Regions from separate parts of the Mus musculus genome. Here all the other regions are linked to region 1. Evidence: chromatin contacts called from public Hi-C data. All regions are on one chromosome and are shown on one strand. The core of a region is the stretch at or near the end of the contact, and the rest is flanking DNA. Distances in the headings are between cores, read along the strand shown.

Region 1 (4,690 bases), core at 789-3,288:
TTATTGTCTGATATATGTCCTTCCTGTGAAATAAGTCTAGGGAGAGGAACCAGCATTCTTTCCCACCCTTATGTTTTGCCAGATTATTTTATTATTTCACTTTTTTGTTTAACAATTTGGATTTGCTTGAAATTATCCATTGAGATGGTGTACTGGCTGGTTTTGTGTGTCAACTTGACACAGGCTGGAGTTATCACAGAGAAAGGAGCTTCAGGTGAGGAAATGTCTTCATGAGATCCAGCTGTGGGGCATTTTCTCAATTAGTGATCAAGGGGGAAGGGCCCCTTGTGGGTGGTGCCATCCCTGGGCTGGTAGTCTTGGGCTCTATAAGAAAGCAAACTGAGAAAGCCAGGGGAAGCAAGCCAGTAAGAAACATCCCTCCATGGCCTCTGCATCAGCTCCTGCTTCCTGACCTGCTTGAGTCCCAGTCCTGACTTCCTTTGGTGATGAACAGCAGTGTGGAAAGTGTAAGCTGAATAAACCCTTTCCTCCCCAAATTGCTTCTTGGCCATGATGTCTGTGCAGGAATAGAAACCCTGACTAAGACAGATGGGCTAACCCATAAAAGCAAAGCCCACGTCTCAGTAAGCACAGTGACAAGGCAGTTGCTCATTGGCTGACTCCAACTGTCAATCTCCAGATCTCATCCCTCATAGGCGAATCAATGGAGGTGACTTTAATTCCATCTGATTTACATTGTCAGATAGACAATACCTTGATGAGAGTTCTCGAGGGGAAAAACAAAACAAAACAAAAAGGAAAAATACCTTACTCTATAAAGCAATGATACTAAGCCAGACCTATCCAGGAAATAGCAGCCTGCAAAATATATTGATCTACTGTGCGGATAAAACGGAGCTGCACTCGGATTCATTTCTTTAGTTGTTAATAAATCCGCATCTGCCAAATATTTTCAATTTGTAACTCATTCCAATAGATTACCCAAATTAAAAAAAATCAGAAAGATTCTATATTTTCCCCTATTGGCCCCTATCACTTGCTTTCTCCCTTTTTAAAAGATACTTCTGTTTGTATCTTGATGATCCTTCTATAGATCTTCAGAAAACTCTTAATGAGCTGTAATTATGTTCTCAATTAGTCCATCAATAAGGACAAAAAAATAGATTGGCAAGCTACCTTTCTACTAAAAGCTGATAATTACCAACAAAGTGGGGCATTAATTAAAATTATGTCTAGAGCTCTCCTCATATTCAATTCATTAGTTTTAAAACTATGCATGTAGTTGACCTTACTCATCTACTGCTGTACACCTGGCACCTAGGATCATCAGGTCTTAGTAAGTACTGGCAGAATGGATAGATACCTTGATGATAAGTCAACCTACTTAAGACGCTGTTTTACGCCTCATCACTCTATAGGTAAGTGCCCTTTCCTATAAGAAACGCATGTGTGAGCCAGGCAGTGGTGGTGCACGCCTTTAATCCCAGCACTTGGGAGGTGGAGGCAGTCGGATTTCTGAGTTTGAGGCCAGCCTGGTCTACAGAGTGATATCCAGGACAGCCAGGGCTACACAAAGAAACCCTTTGGAGAAAAAAATATGCAAATAGATAAATAATAAAACAACCACTAAAAAAGATAGCTAAGGATGATGCTGTTTGGAACATACACACACATACACACACATACACACGCACACAGAGAGAGAGAGAGAATGAGAGAGGGGGAACAACTCATGAAGCAACATTGTTGAAGATCAGAGCTTTGAAGAGCAGATATGAGTTTGGGAGGTGAGAACAGTTAGGACAGGACAAGCCTACCACTCAATTCCTTGATCTGTGTTCAAACTCAACTTCCAGCCAGTAAATCTGGATATGTGATCTAGGTGATGCTCACTACTCTGGGTAAAGGGAAGATGACAATAGCTTCTGTCACACAGGAGAGCTGTGGGATTCACAATAGCCATAGGGAGACCCCCGTGGTAGTGAGTGATCCAGTTCTTACGCAGCTACACAGAGCTTCAGAGTGATCCGTTATTCAGATGGTGGCAGCAGCGGCGGCAGCAGCGGCAGCATATCTCAGAAGGAAATGAGCACCAGATGTTCTGTGCACACGTGACCTTAGACTCTGCAAACAGCTACAGCCACCTATGGAGAAGCTCACTATGTCCTGTGTGGGCGACTCTGATCCTCAGAGGTTACTTCTGTCTTGGGATAGATCTCAAACCATGGGGAGTGGTTGTAGGACTAAGATTTGTCAGTGAGCAGCGCTTGACAGGAGCATAAAACACTGCTAGAGTGTGGGGTGTATGTGTCAGGGGGAGCTGAGCAAGGAGTAATCTTAGATTTAAAAACTTGTGCTGTCTTTCCCCCAAATCCCTCTAATAAATACAACTTCCCTTCATGCTTTAAGGAAACATCTTTCATAGAAGGTGAAGGATTTATTGGTATAACTGCCTCATCTGAGATTCCAGGAAACATGAACACAGTGTGGTTGCTTTTTCACTTTAAACTTCTGGGAAAGCCAATCAAAACCACAGCATAGTATCCCTTGTGCCTCTCTTGGAACGTGGCAGGGACTCTGGTCTCCACTAGTACATTCTGTCTGACCTGACCAGGAAATCTCTACACCAGGTTGGTCTTTCCTAGCTAACACAAAGACCTAGATACATTTTGTTTGTTTCAATGGCTTCCCAAGGGAGATGGGGCAACAAAAACTCCCTTCAGCAGGTGTGGCACAGTTTGTGCAATCCTGTATTGACAACAACAATAGCTACCAACATCATATTTCCGTTGCTTTTATTTCAGTGATTTTAAAAGTGAAAAGTCAACATGTTATTATTTATAGATACATATCAGAGGGATTGCTATCTCCCTAACAGTGCAAATATTTCAGTGACTTTGAAAATGAAACGCATTCTAACTCCTAGGTCTATTCAGACTCAGTGTATCTACCTCTTGAGACTCAGCCCTCCTTGCATTGTGGTTTTCTTGCAATAAATCTCCCTTTTCTTATTAAAATCTAAGGTGTATTTATTATTAGAGATGCCTCTATCAGTTCCTTGTCACTAAAGAGGACCTTTCCTTTTCAGCTGTATTACTCTGTGGTGGACAAGAGAGGGCACTCTTGTATTTCATGTGAAATCGAGAACATGATTTTTTTTTCCCCAACTGTTTAAGGATTGACTAGAGAGAAGTGAGGTTTTTAAATGGGCTGGAAAAAAAAATGTAAAACATAAAACATCGACACAAATGTATCGCTTTTACAAATAAGTCAAACATAAGAGAATTTTTGGAAGATTACCCTATAAATCGCTTTAAAGAGATTTTGACAAACAAATGCAAATAAGAAGAGACATAAAAATCCTTTTCTACTAAGCTTGACTTAATTCAATCTGAAATAAGTAACCATTAGAAATAATGCAGTTTAAGAACGATGAGAAAGGCTTTCTTACATTCCAAATTTCACAGAAGCTAGGGTTTTTACTTGAAAAGAGTGCTCTCCCCTGATCTACAATGGAATCAAAATCATCCAATTTAAAGTAGAAAACAATGGAATGATATCTCCCCAGCTCCAAGGAGGAGGATTTTTATCATTCTAAAACACAGCCTGGCTGCCCCTGATTATATCCCTTTGGGTTGAGTTGTGCGGGAACTGATGCTAGAACCCATAAAACAGAGCCATCAGAACCTACCAAGTATTTATTCTGTTGGCCCTTTGCTCCCAGGACCACTGGATCCCGTAATCCTCCAGAGGATCCTAAGCTTTGCAGTTGAATGGATTCGTATGGATTATTTTCTCCAGCAGCTGCTGCTAATAGTCAAACCCCAGGGAAAGATCCAGAAAGAGCTCCGTAGTGGACCTCAGAGGGAGCCGTGTCTGGGAACAGCACCCTTATCAAAGACCAAAATGTCAGTCATTCAAAATAAGTACTTATTTATCTAAAATTCTAAATGCTATTAGCACTCTGTTGAGGGTAAGACTCATAACAGACTAAATCAACAGTGACATATATGTTAATACGTCTATTATTTTTATTCTTAAAGAATTCAAGTTTTTAAGTTATGGTAATAAGGAGTCAGGAGTAAAAATTACTTTGTTCTGCATTAAATTCGACTTCTATTGGCTTACCATGAACTGTTTCAGTGACTAAAATGTGTTATGTGGCATTTTCTATCTCCTGATTAAAAATTATTGCTAAATTTTGTTCTTTAAGACTTATGTTCTTAAGAGGAAAAGTATTCTCTAGGGCTGGAGAGATGGCTCAGAGTTGATAGTACCCAGTACTCTTACAGAGGGCCTGGGTTTGGATCTCAACACACACATAGTGGCTCACAGCCATCTGTAAACTCAGTTCCAGGGGGATCTGGCACACATGCACGTAAAATGAAAATATATATATATATATTCAACTACTCTATGCAAAATTATTCATTATTGTTTTGAATATATGTAACACAAAAGTGTTCTCATATTGTTCAATTGTCAGCCTCCCTTTACACTGACAGTTTATTTTGATTGTCAACTTGATGGGCTCTAGAGTTATCGTGGAAACATATCTCAGCATTTCTATGGTAAGTGATGTAGATTGCCTCAGCTAAAATGGAAAACCTAGTGTGAATGGTATTATTATATAGGCTGGGGTTCCAGGTTGAATAAAAAAGAAAAAGCAAGCTGAATGCAAACATTCATCACTGTTGGCTTTGTAACTGTGAATTCAATGTGACCAAAC
Region 2 (4,690 bases), core at 552-3,051, 210 kb after region 1:
ACATGCTTGACTGTGTGAGTGCCACAAATTCAAACAAACTTTTAATAAATCACCGTAGTCAGCGATGTTTCTAAGGGTGGGTTTTATGTTAGGAACTGTAACAGCTATGCTGGGAAGAATATTGCAGTGCTTGTAGCCCAATGTGAAGTTTCTGCTGTGGACTATGCTTAGGAGAAAGTGAAATAAACGTAGCCTCCTACAAGTACTGATCTGAGCATATGGCTCCCATCAGTTGGTGGAAACATAAATCCAGCTAGATCTATCACTTGAATTCAGTTTGTAGATAACCTCTGAGAACTTAAATATATTAGTGGCCATTTCCTCAAAAGCTCCCCCACCCCTCGTCTTGATCTTACCTTCTCAAAAAGAAGCTAGATTTAATTCACACATTTTTGTTGTCGTAATTAAATCCAGGGTATGACTATAAAGCTTTCAGATCATATATGGTCTGGGCAGAAATATTGAAAACAGACCCTCCAAACAACCAGCCATGGGGAGTAGTCGGGTAGAAAGGGAGAGAGCGTTGGTAGTTCTGAGAGGCAGGTGAAATCTAGTTACACCTAAGCTTGTTAAAGTCCCAATTTCACTTCAGTAAACCAGCCACGAAGCTCCAGCTGGTGGCCAGCTGCTCCCCAGACCTTCTCTACACCAGGGGGGGAAAGAAAAAGGCTCCATGACAAAATAAATTAAGGCCTTATAGGTTTATTTTAACCAACCTAGCTTATCTAGGTAAATTAATTAAGCAGTGCCAGACACTAAATTATCTCAATATTCAGAAAACAATCTTCCTCAATCAATGAATATACCTAGATCATTTTATAAATATCTCAATCTACTCAGATGCACCAGTATGGCAAGAACATATGGCAAGATTTACATAGCTCATTCGTGGAGAACTTGGATGTAATTCAAGGCAGATAACCTTTAAGAAACTTCATTCCCTTGGATTAAGCAATTTTTTTTTTTTTTTTTGAAAACCAGAATGTGCCTGACTTCTCGAAGTCATGTGTTGGGATGGAGACATTGAACAAAGAATTATAAGAAGGCATTACAAAATTTGTGAATGGAAAATGTTCAGAAACTAACTTTTAGCAAGATTCTAGGATTGCAACACACCCGGGCCAAGAAAGCAAATAGCCTTTTTCAAGGGAGACTCCTCTAAATTTGCATTTTTATTGTTATTTTGACCTGTGAGTTGGCTCTCTAGAGATAACAAATAGTTCCCAGACGTGTCTCACCAATCTTGATAGATGAGCTAAAGATAGAGCTGGCTGGAATCTGAGGCTGGAAAGTAGATAGTAGAAAAAAACGCAACCAGCAAGGTAACGGCATGAAAGCCTTTAATTATTCCTCCACCCCGACCCCTACCCTGACTGAAAGTGACATTCAGTCTTTGCATTGGTCTCCCAAGGCCACAAGCTCACTAGAGAGTCTTTATATTTCTAAATATAGGACATACTTTTTAAGTCGATTTAACGTTTGGCTAAAACGTTTAAAGGAAGTTCTAAGGGAAAGGTGTCAATTGGCTGGAAGCGTCTCAGTATGGAACATGCTCGCCTGTGAGCCCTTAGGGTCAGCTAGGGGAAAAAAAAAAAGAGTACTGGGTACCTTCCCTGAACTAGGATGAATGGATGCAGTCTGCTGTCCTTATAAGGCTTACAAATCAGCAGGGAGACTATTACCACACATTATGTGTGTCAGATACAGAGATGCAAGCACAGAAGGCAGGCTGGGGTACTTCAGAGGGCTGCTAATCTGGAAGGGGGAGGTGACTAGGCAGTGTTGGTTTCTGGAAGACATTATTCACATGATGAAACGCTAAGATCACCCAGGAGCTAGAGGAGAAAAATACGGTAAGCAGAATATCAAAGGCAGAAGCCATAAAGATGGCAAAACTGAGCTTGGAAGAGATGCTCCATGCATATAGGAGATTGCTAAACGAAAGAGACAAGATTCAAGAAGGAAAGAGGAGCCAGGTCAGGAAAAGACTTGCAAGCTTGTGAGCGACATACCTTACAAATTCATCGATTATAGAAACAAATGACCCCCAATTTGAGTCTCACTGTTATAGTACAGTCACTTAAGCCCACGTACCTTGACTTCCTGACTGAGGAAGCCAGTCTTGAAATCAAGTATTCCACGCTGTTGTTTTAGGGGAGAAGATGAGATGGGGGGAGAGGGTTTTACAGATTGCAGAGACTGTATTATGAATGTACGAGAATGATTACAATAAGTCAAGTAGAGCCCAGCTTACAGAGGGAAGAGTGTAAGCAAGGAAGAAGTTTGATTTAGTGACGTCTTTGGGGGATACAAGGGAAATTTCTTTTAAGTGAGCTAACTCTTATTTCAACATTCACACTCATCTTCTCTGCAGATCTCTCGTCATTACAGTAGCCAGTCCTGGGAAATCTGAGTTAGTGTTCTTCTTCTGGGGTTTCTGGCCCACTTCTCTCTTTTTGTGTCCCGTGTAAGAATCCTTTCACCTATGTGTGGCCACCATGGGATAGCAAGTCACTGGGAGGCGAAGGAAAGCCCCACTCAGGGGCAAAGCATAGGCACCCCCCCCCCCGTGTATTTTCCCATGATTTCACGGGCTCTCGGTTTTCATTCCCCTAATAAGGGTTTTCATGCTGAGGGTTAACATTTTCCAAAGCCACTGAAAAGAAATTAATTTGTGACTTGAGGTCTTGTACTACCAGAAGTAACACACGTCCTCACACAGGGACTGTGGTAGTAACATCTATATGAAGAAATTCGGCAAAGGATCTAAAATAAATCTCGTGTCTGTGAATTCTCTGAAAAATAGCTATGGATGCAAGGAGACATCTTAAGCATCCTCCGCTCAATACAAGAAGATAAGTTCCTCAAGGCAGCCCATCTGGACTTGGTGAGAACAGCTAACATCAGGATCTTTTGCACAAAGTGGGTGGCTTTGACCTTGGAAAGTGCATTTTTCTAATGTGTTCATAATAGGATAAAAAATGTATTAGTCTTTCTTCAATGATTCGATTTAAGTATTTTTTTTAATCAGTAAGTTGGAAGCAAATCTAGGGCTTACCTTAATTTCATTAAGCCTGTCGAGTTACATATTCTATTCTTTAACTTTTATTTAATTAAGAAAGTATAAAGCTACAGAGGGATGTAATCCCTGTCCTCAATTAGCTTAAAATCAAATGTTCCAGGTCCTCTGTAACCCTGTAATTATAACAGGCATTTGGAAGCTGCTTGGCTAAAAGCATTGATTCCTCGCTGGGGCCTTCAGAGAAATCAAATGGAAAGACTGGTACCCAGCCGTTGTCTTTCGTCTGCCTCCTGCACTGTGAGACACTCCTTACCTCTACACACAGGCACGCTGATTATGTGACGACTGTCTTTCTAGAAACCACTCATGCCTCAGCTCCCTTATTCCCTGCTGCACAGAAGGCACGAAGATCAGAGGCCATGTAATACCTTCCTGTCAGCTCCTTACAAGGCCCTGTCCCAGATATTATGACCGTCCCCACCCCAGGTAGCCAAAGGTCAATAGTCATAACCCTAAACATGCAGTCACCTTGGATTCCAGGAACAGAAGAGCCCTGAGGACCCCCACCCTGCACCAAGGGCAATTATCTCCGATGGTGAGGCAGTACCATGGAGAAGCAATTGTCACCTGAGAACCAGCAGCCGCCTTTCATCTTAAGTAATAAAGACTTCCGTGGACCACCTTGAAGAACAGGAGCTGAAGCAATGATTAAACAGCCCGTGCCCTAATGGAGACTGCTTAATGATGTCTAACTTTTGTGCCTGTCCCACTTCTTATATTTCAACCTGAAGCCCATATCAGTACCACAAGGATAGACCTGGAGTTACTGCAGCCTTTTGTCTGCGTCCCTTTACGTGCAGATTTCCTAACTCTCCTTAAAATCGGCATGGAGAGATGATGGCTGAACACACCCTGTGGATCCACTAGATCCAGGGTTTTTTTTCCCCTCAAGCACTGGTTACATAATGAAGACAATATAATTTAATATGATGAAAAATTATGGATGCAGCAATGACGTCATAGGCAGCTCAAATTATCAAGTATCAGGGAAGCAAAAAAAAAAAAATCTCTCTCCTCCAAATGTCACATGAGCTAAATCAGAAAGGCATACTAAACAGGAAATGTCATTGGACTAGATGGAAAACAGGGAGCTTTGTGGGATGGAGAAGGCCTGCAAAGAGTGAGCACTGGCTACTCTATCGGGGTCAGAATTGGGACAGTTACTGGAAAGCCAAAACAAGAGATTAGTGAGCATAAGAGAAGAGTTTATCATATCAAAGGATGGCCTGTGTATCTATCTCTCTTTAGCTTTTGTTTCTCTCCATGGTGCAAAGGGAGAGAGGAAGTGGCAGCCAAGGCTAGAAGTGCCTTGCCTGTCACCACGTTATCAGTCCAGGTGCCCCATCAGAAAGGAATGCAAGAACACTAGGAAAGGCTCCTTAGGAGAGTTGAAGGGATCCTAGTAACAGTAGCAGTCCGAAGGTACTCGGGACAGCTAAGACAATGGCTGAGATATAGAAAAGAAAGAGATCCTAGAGAGAAAGGGAGGGAGCTCTGTGTGGGCATGCATGGGAGCTCTGTGTGGGCATGCATGGGAGCTCTGTGTGGGCATGCATGGGAGCTCTGCGTGGGCATGCATGGGAGCTCTGCGTGGGCATGCATGGGAGC
Region 3 (4,690 bases), core at 615-3,114, 190 kb after region 1:
ACACACACACACACAAACACACACACACACACACCACACACACACTTAAACTTTACAGCCTCCACGGACATAAAAATTGTCAGCATTCATCTGATAAAGATGAGAAAATTCATCTGGAGAAGGTCAGCGCTACAATTCCGATCTTAAGTGTCCTTCCCAGCCATACATGCTAAATGTTAGGTTTCCAGAGTGGGCCTGTTAGGAAGTCAGAGGTGCCTTTAAGGGGTGTGTCTTGATGGGATGTCTGTCAATCATTGGGAGTGTGCACTTGAGTGAGATCCCTTTGCCTAAGGCTCCTCCTCAGTCTCCTTTGGCTTCTGACCATGAGATGTGTAGTTTTGCTTAACACAGGTTCTAACCGTGATGTACATATTTGCCGCAGGCCTGAGCCTATAAGACTCACACTGATCATGGACTGGAACCTTTAAAACTTGGAGACAAAATTAATGGTTTTGGTCCTTTATTTATCAGCTGCCTCAGGTACTCTGTCACAGTGACAGAAAGCTGGCTACCTCAGCAAGTACATACTAAATGACTTGCTGCTCAGAGAAGGGCCGCCATCAGTGATCAAACTATTCACACACTGTCTCTCCGTGTTGTTAAATGCTCTTCAGTGTAAAGCAGCTACATGAGCAAGATAATAATCCAGTTCCTTTGTCTCTAGACTATATCAGGGAACAGCAGGCATTTGGTTAACATTCTCAAATCAATGAAAAGATAAATGAGTAAACGAATGTACGGATACTATACCCTTCATGGTCCATAAGAGGTGTTCTCTGAAATCTATGTAGATGCATAGACTTTAGGGAAACCTGTCATATCTTAAATAGATTAGAGTGTTTTTCTGGAAGAGAGCCTAGGTGAACACTCTTACCCAGTTTATTTTTAATCTATACTGTGTTTTTACAGCAGGCGTGTCTAAAATGAAGTATGACACCCCCCCCCCACAAAGAATGGCCCCTGGCATGCAGGCTACATATCTCTGGTGAAGTGACTTCCACGGCTCAGCCACTGCTATCTCAAAACCGTGGGCCCACCCAAGGAAAGAGACTTTGGAGTCTGTCCAAAGAAGCACAATGAAAATGATGAACGGGTTGGAAAACCGTCTTCCCAAAGAAAGGTCACAGGATCTGGGCCCACGTAGCATGGAAATATGAAAAGGCAAGCCTACCAACGTGCTGCGGGAATGTGGCAAGGCAGAGGTGAGCAGCTGGTTTTAATTCTTAGTTATGATGGTGAAAGTCCAGGATAATTAATTTCAAATGGAGCATAGAAGCTTTAGGTTAGTCCCTGTAAAGTCCTTACAACACAATAGAATTCATTAACCCGAAACGTTATGGGATTTCTGTCTTTGGAAAGGTTTTGTGAGACGAGTCAACAGCAGAGAAATGCACTTTGCCAGGCCGGGCTGGAGAGGGAATGGAAATGTGGTTAGAAAAAACAGGCGGGTCTGAGGCTTGGGCCTTCGTGTTCTTCACTTTGGAAATGAAATTATCTCCAGCAAACTTGGCTTTTAGGAAAAGCCTTATCCCCACACCCGGTCGCTCTTTATGCTTTTTCCTATCGTTTTGAAAATGCAAGATCCAAATTCTTTTAAGAAAATTATTTTGGAAGAAAGAGAAAGAAAAAAAAAAAAAGAACTTCTCAACTATTTGTTGCAATACTTTTTTTTGGCAGGGAATGTTATAGAGTCACAAGCAATTGCAGCAATGATTTATGAACAATTACTAGAGGATGACAAACCAACAATGTGAAAGAGGAGGGTGTTGGGAATTATGAAAACACTCCGGACCCACAGCGCAGCTAGTCTGCCTGTCTGCGTTCTTTATCTCTGGACAGCAGCACTGGCGTGGACCGCATGGCGGTTTATACTGCTCACGGCAGGCCCCAGGCCTCTTCTGCCTCTCCGCAGGCACAAGGCCCGCGAGCTGGGACTGACAATGCTGTTTCTCATCTTGCGGAGCCACGTGAGAACGTTAGGCTTGAGCCCTGTTTTTATTATATCGTATTACCCATGCATTGCTCTAATACAGTATTAATACGATACAGATGTATTAATGCATTGTGGCATCGCAGATATTGAAGTATAAGGGCACAGAGACTTATGTGGGAAGTCTTTTCAAGGTCTGTGGAGACTTCTTCCATGGTCCAAAAGAAAGGAATTCCCAGAGGGAAGCCCACTCACCATAGAGCGACCGCACTGTCTAGACGGCCTAAATTGGTGGTATGGGAAGAATGCTGAGAGCTCATAATTAAATCAAAGTAACCTCTACCTGCCATTTGGATCACAAGCAGAAACAAAAGTAGTATTAATTGCAAATGCCAGCAATCCAAAAATGTGATTAATTTAAAAAAAAATGCTACTTTCCCCGCAGACAGTTTTCTTCAATTCACATATCTTTTGGTAGAAAAATAAATTCAGGAAGGTTCTCCATCATACAAGGAATTCTTTGTTCCACTGGCTACTAACATTTTAAACAAACTCACCCTTCAAGATAAGGGGATCTCCTGAAAGGGCTCAGGCCTCTCGTTCTCTTCCCCATCGGTCAACTTGCCAACACTAAAGGAGGTTCTCACATTAAGAGCCAAGATGTTTGCTTCCAGAGGCGATGTGTGAAAGATTCCCCTGTGATCTGGCCTGGATAGTGTTGTGTTACATTGATTATGCTGATACTCTCAGGAGGGAGTAGAAAACAAACTCAAGTCTGGATCACTAAGTGCCCAGTTAGAGGGAGGTCTATGAAGAGCTGGACACCAGTTGTGTGGGGAAAGAGTATTTACTGAGTGTTTCCCAGAAGGAAACCTTTGCCCCTGGACACTCTGTGTGGTACTATCTTATAACTGACTCTCAAACCGAGACAAAGAGACACCAGGCATGGAGAGACACCAGGCAACTCTTAGAAAGGAAAGGGGAATGGCTTACATTTTCAGAGGTTCAATCCATTATCATTATGGCAGGAAGCATGGCAGCACACAGGTAGACACAGTGCTGGAGAGGTAGTGAGTTCTATATCCAGATCCATAGGCAGCAGGAAGAGAGAGCAACTGGCAGTTGAAATCGGAAAGCCCATCCCCAGTGGCTCACTTCCTCCAAGAAGGCCAGATCTATTCCTACAGGGCCACGCCTCCTAATCCCTCTCAAGTAGCACTGCTCCCTAATGGCCAAGCATTTAAATCTATGAGCCTACTGGGGCCATTCTTATTCAAAGCACTGCAGTGTCATAGGCAGCTACAGCTGCTAGCCACACATGCTTCTCCAACACAGCATCTACTGCACATGCTGCCAGGCAACACCTGTGAGGCCACTGAGTGATTAGCAGACGACTGTTCCTTTGTATTGAAGCCAACTGGAGACTTGCATTGAGAGCTGTGGCTGAGTTGTCACGACAAAATTAAATGAAGGTTCATGGAAACTGCTTCCCAGAAAGTTATTTTTAGCAACACTTCTGGTCAAAAACAACTGTAGGGAGCCCCAGAACTCCATGAATATAAATTCCCTTGAATTAAATCCCCCCACCCAAATTTTGTGGAGTTGAATGTATATAGTTTTCATAAAGTCTAGATATTGTCAGATGTCCATATTTGACATAGTTCTGTATGTTTATACTGCATATGGGATTGGCAAGAGTGTGATTAAATAGGAGACGGGATTATTTAGATGAGAGCCACTGTGTCACAGTCTCTCTGGTGCTTGCTATGCAGGAGGCAGGAGGGAGAAGAATGTATTTTGCCTTTACACGATAGTAGTTAATTCTTTTACTTTCTAAAAGTTAGGAAATAGAGCTGAGGGCTGAGCTCCATTGGTGAGATGTCTGCCAAATAGCGAGAGGACCCACAAGTCAAATGCAGTAGTACATTGTCTGTACTATAAATACGGAAGAGGCAGGGACAGAGAGATTCTGTAGCTTGGTGGCCAGCCAGTGTCTGACTCAGGAAGCTCCAGGGTTAGCGAGAGACCTTGTCTCAAAAACTGAGGAGTAGAAAGAATAGAGAAAGGTGTCCACATGCATGTGTTTGTGCACTCACTCACAGTGTAAATCCACATAAACATGTATACACATTCATTTACACATGCACACATGCATACATGTAAAACAAACAAACAAACATGTATACACACATGCGCACTTGCACATACACACATATACACATGCATACATGTACTAACCAACACAAATATGTGCATATGCCCTTATATATACTCACATGCACATATGAGCACATGTGTAAATCCACACATGCATTTACACATACACACATGCACACTTGCACACATGCACATTGTAAACACACACGAACATATACGCACATGAACTTACACATGCACACATGTGCAAACCAACACAAACATGCACACATATTTGCACATACATTTATACACATACACATATGTATAAACCCATATAAACGTGAACACACGGATACACCACACACATATACACACATACAGTCACATAGAAACATATACAAACCCACAAAAATGTGTACACACATATACAACACACACACACACATTTACAAAAAAGTACATGAAAAATAACTATCACTCTACCTCCATCAAAAACAGTGATTCACCTTTTACCTGCTTATGTAGTTTTTGCTAAATATACATTTCTCAAGTCCCTTAGGAACTACTAGCAGCATATATGATGTACCTTTGATATATATTTTCTTCCATAAATGTTCCAAT

What was found. A called contact is a pair of places that touch in the nucleus more often than the background predicts.
Region 2: a Hi-C map of cranial neural crest shows a contact between it and region 1, with 2.2 times the contacts expected there. The contact joins two enhancer-like sites. A contact is called at or near these places in 1 of 15 datasets of contacts at CTCF or cohesin (CD8 T cells), 6 of 484 Hi-C or Micro-C datasets (Th1 cells, cerebellum, cranial neural crest and 3 more) and 3 of 115 datasets of contacts at active chromatin or transcription factors (Th17 cells, fibro-adipogenic progenitors and neural progenitor cells).
Region 3: a Hi-C map of embryonic fibroblasts shows a contact between it and region 1, with 3 times the contacts expected there. The contact joins two enhancer-like sites. A contact is called at or near these places in 9 of 484 Hi-C or Micro-C datasets (3T3-L1-derived adipocytes, Th1 cells, adipose-derived mesenchymal stem cells and 4 more) and 3 of 115 datasets of contacts at active chromatin or transcription factors (T-cell acute lymphoblastic leukemia, Th17 cells and neural progenitor cells).

Annotation. Positions count from the first base shown.
Region 1 is chr15:94,212,004-94,216,693 of GRCm38.p6, reverse strand. No RefSeq gene overlaps it. Among named protein-coding and RNA genes, the nearest start is that of D630010B17Rik, 33 kb to the left of the region's middle. Within about 2 kb of position 2,038, at least 45 of the 459 cell types and tissues checked have an H3K27ac peak or open chromatin away from gene starts, as enhancers often do.
Region 2 is chr15:94,002,117-94,006,806 of GRCm38.p6, reverse strand. No RefSeq gene overlaps it. Among named protein-coding and RNA genes, the nearest start is that of Gm30609, 41 kb to the right of the region's middle. Within about 2 kb of position 1,801, at least 21 of the 459 cell types and tissues checked have an H3K27ac peak or open chromatin away from gene starts, as enhancers often do.
Region 3 is chr15:94,022,930-94,027,619 of GRCm38.p6, reverse strand. No RefSeq gene overlaps it. Among named protein-coding and RNA genes, the nearest start is that of Gm30609, 62 kb to the right of the region's middle. Within about 2 kb of position 1,864, at least 59 of the 459 cell types and tissues checked have an H3K27ac peak or open chromatin away from gene starts, as enhancers often do.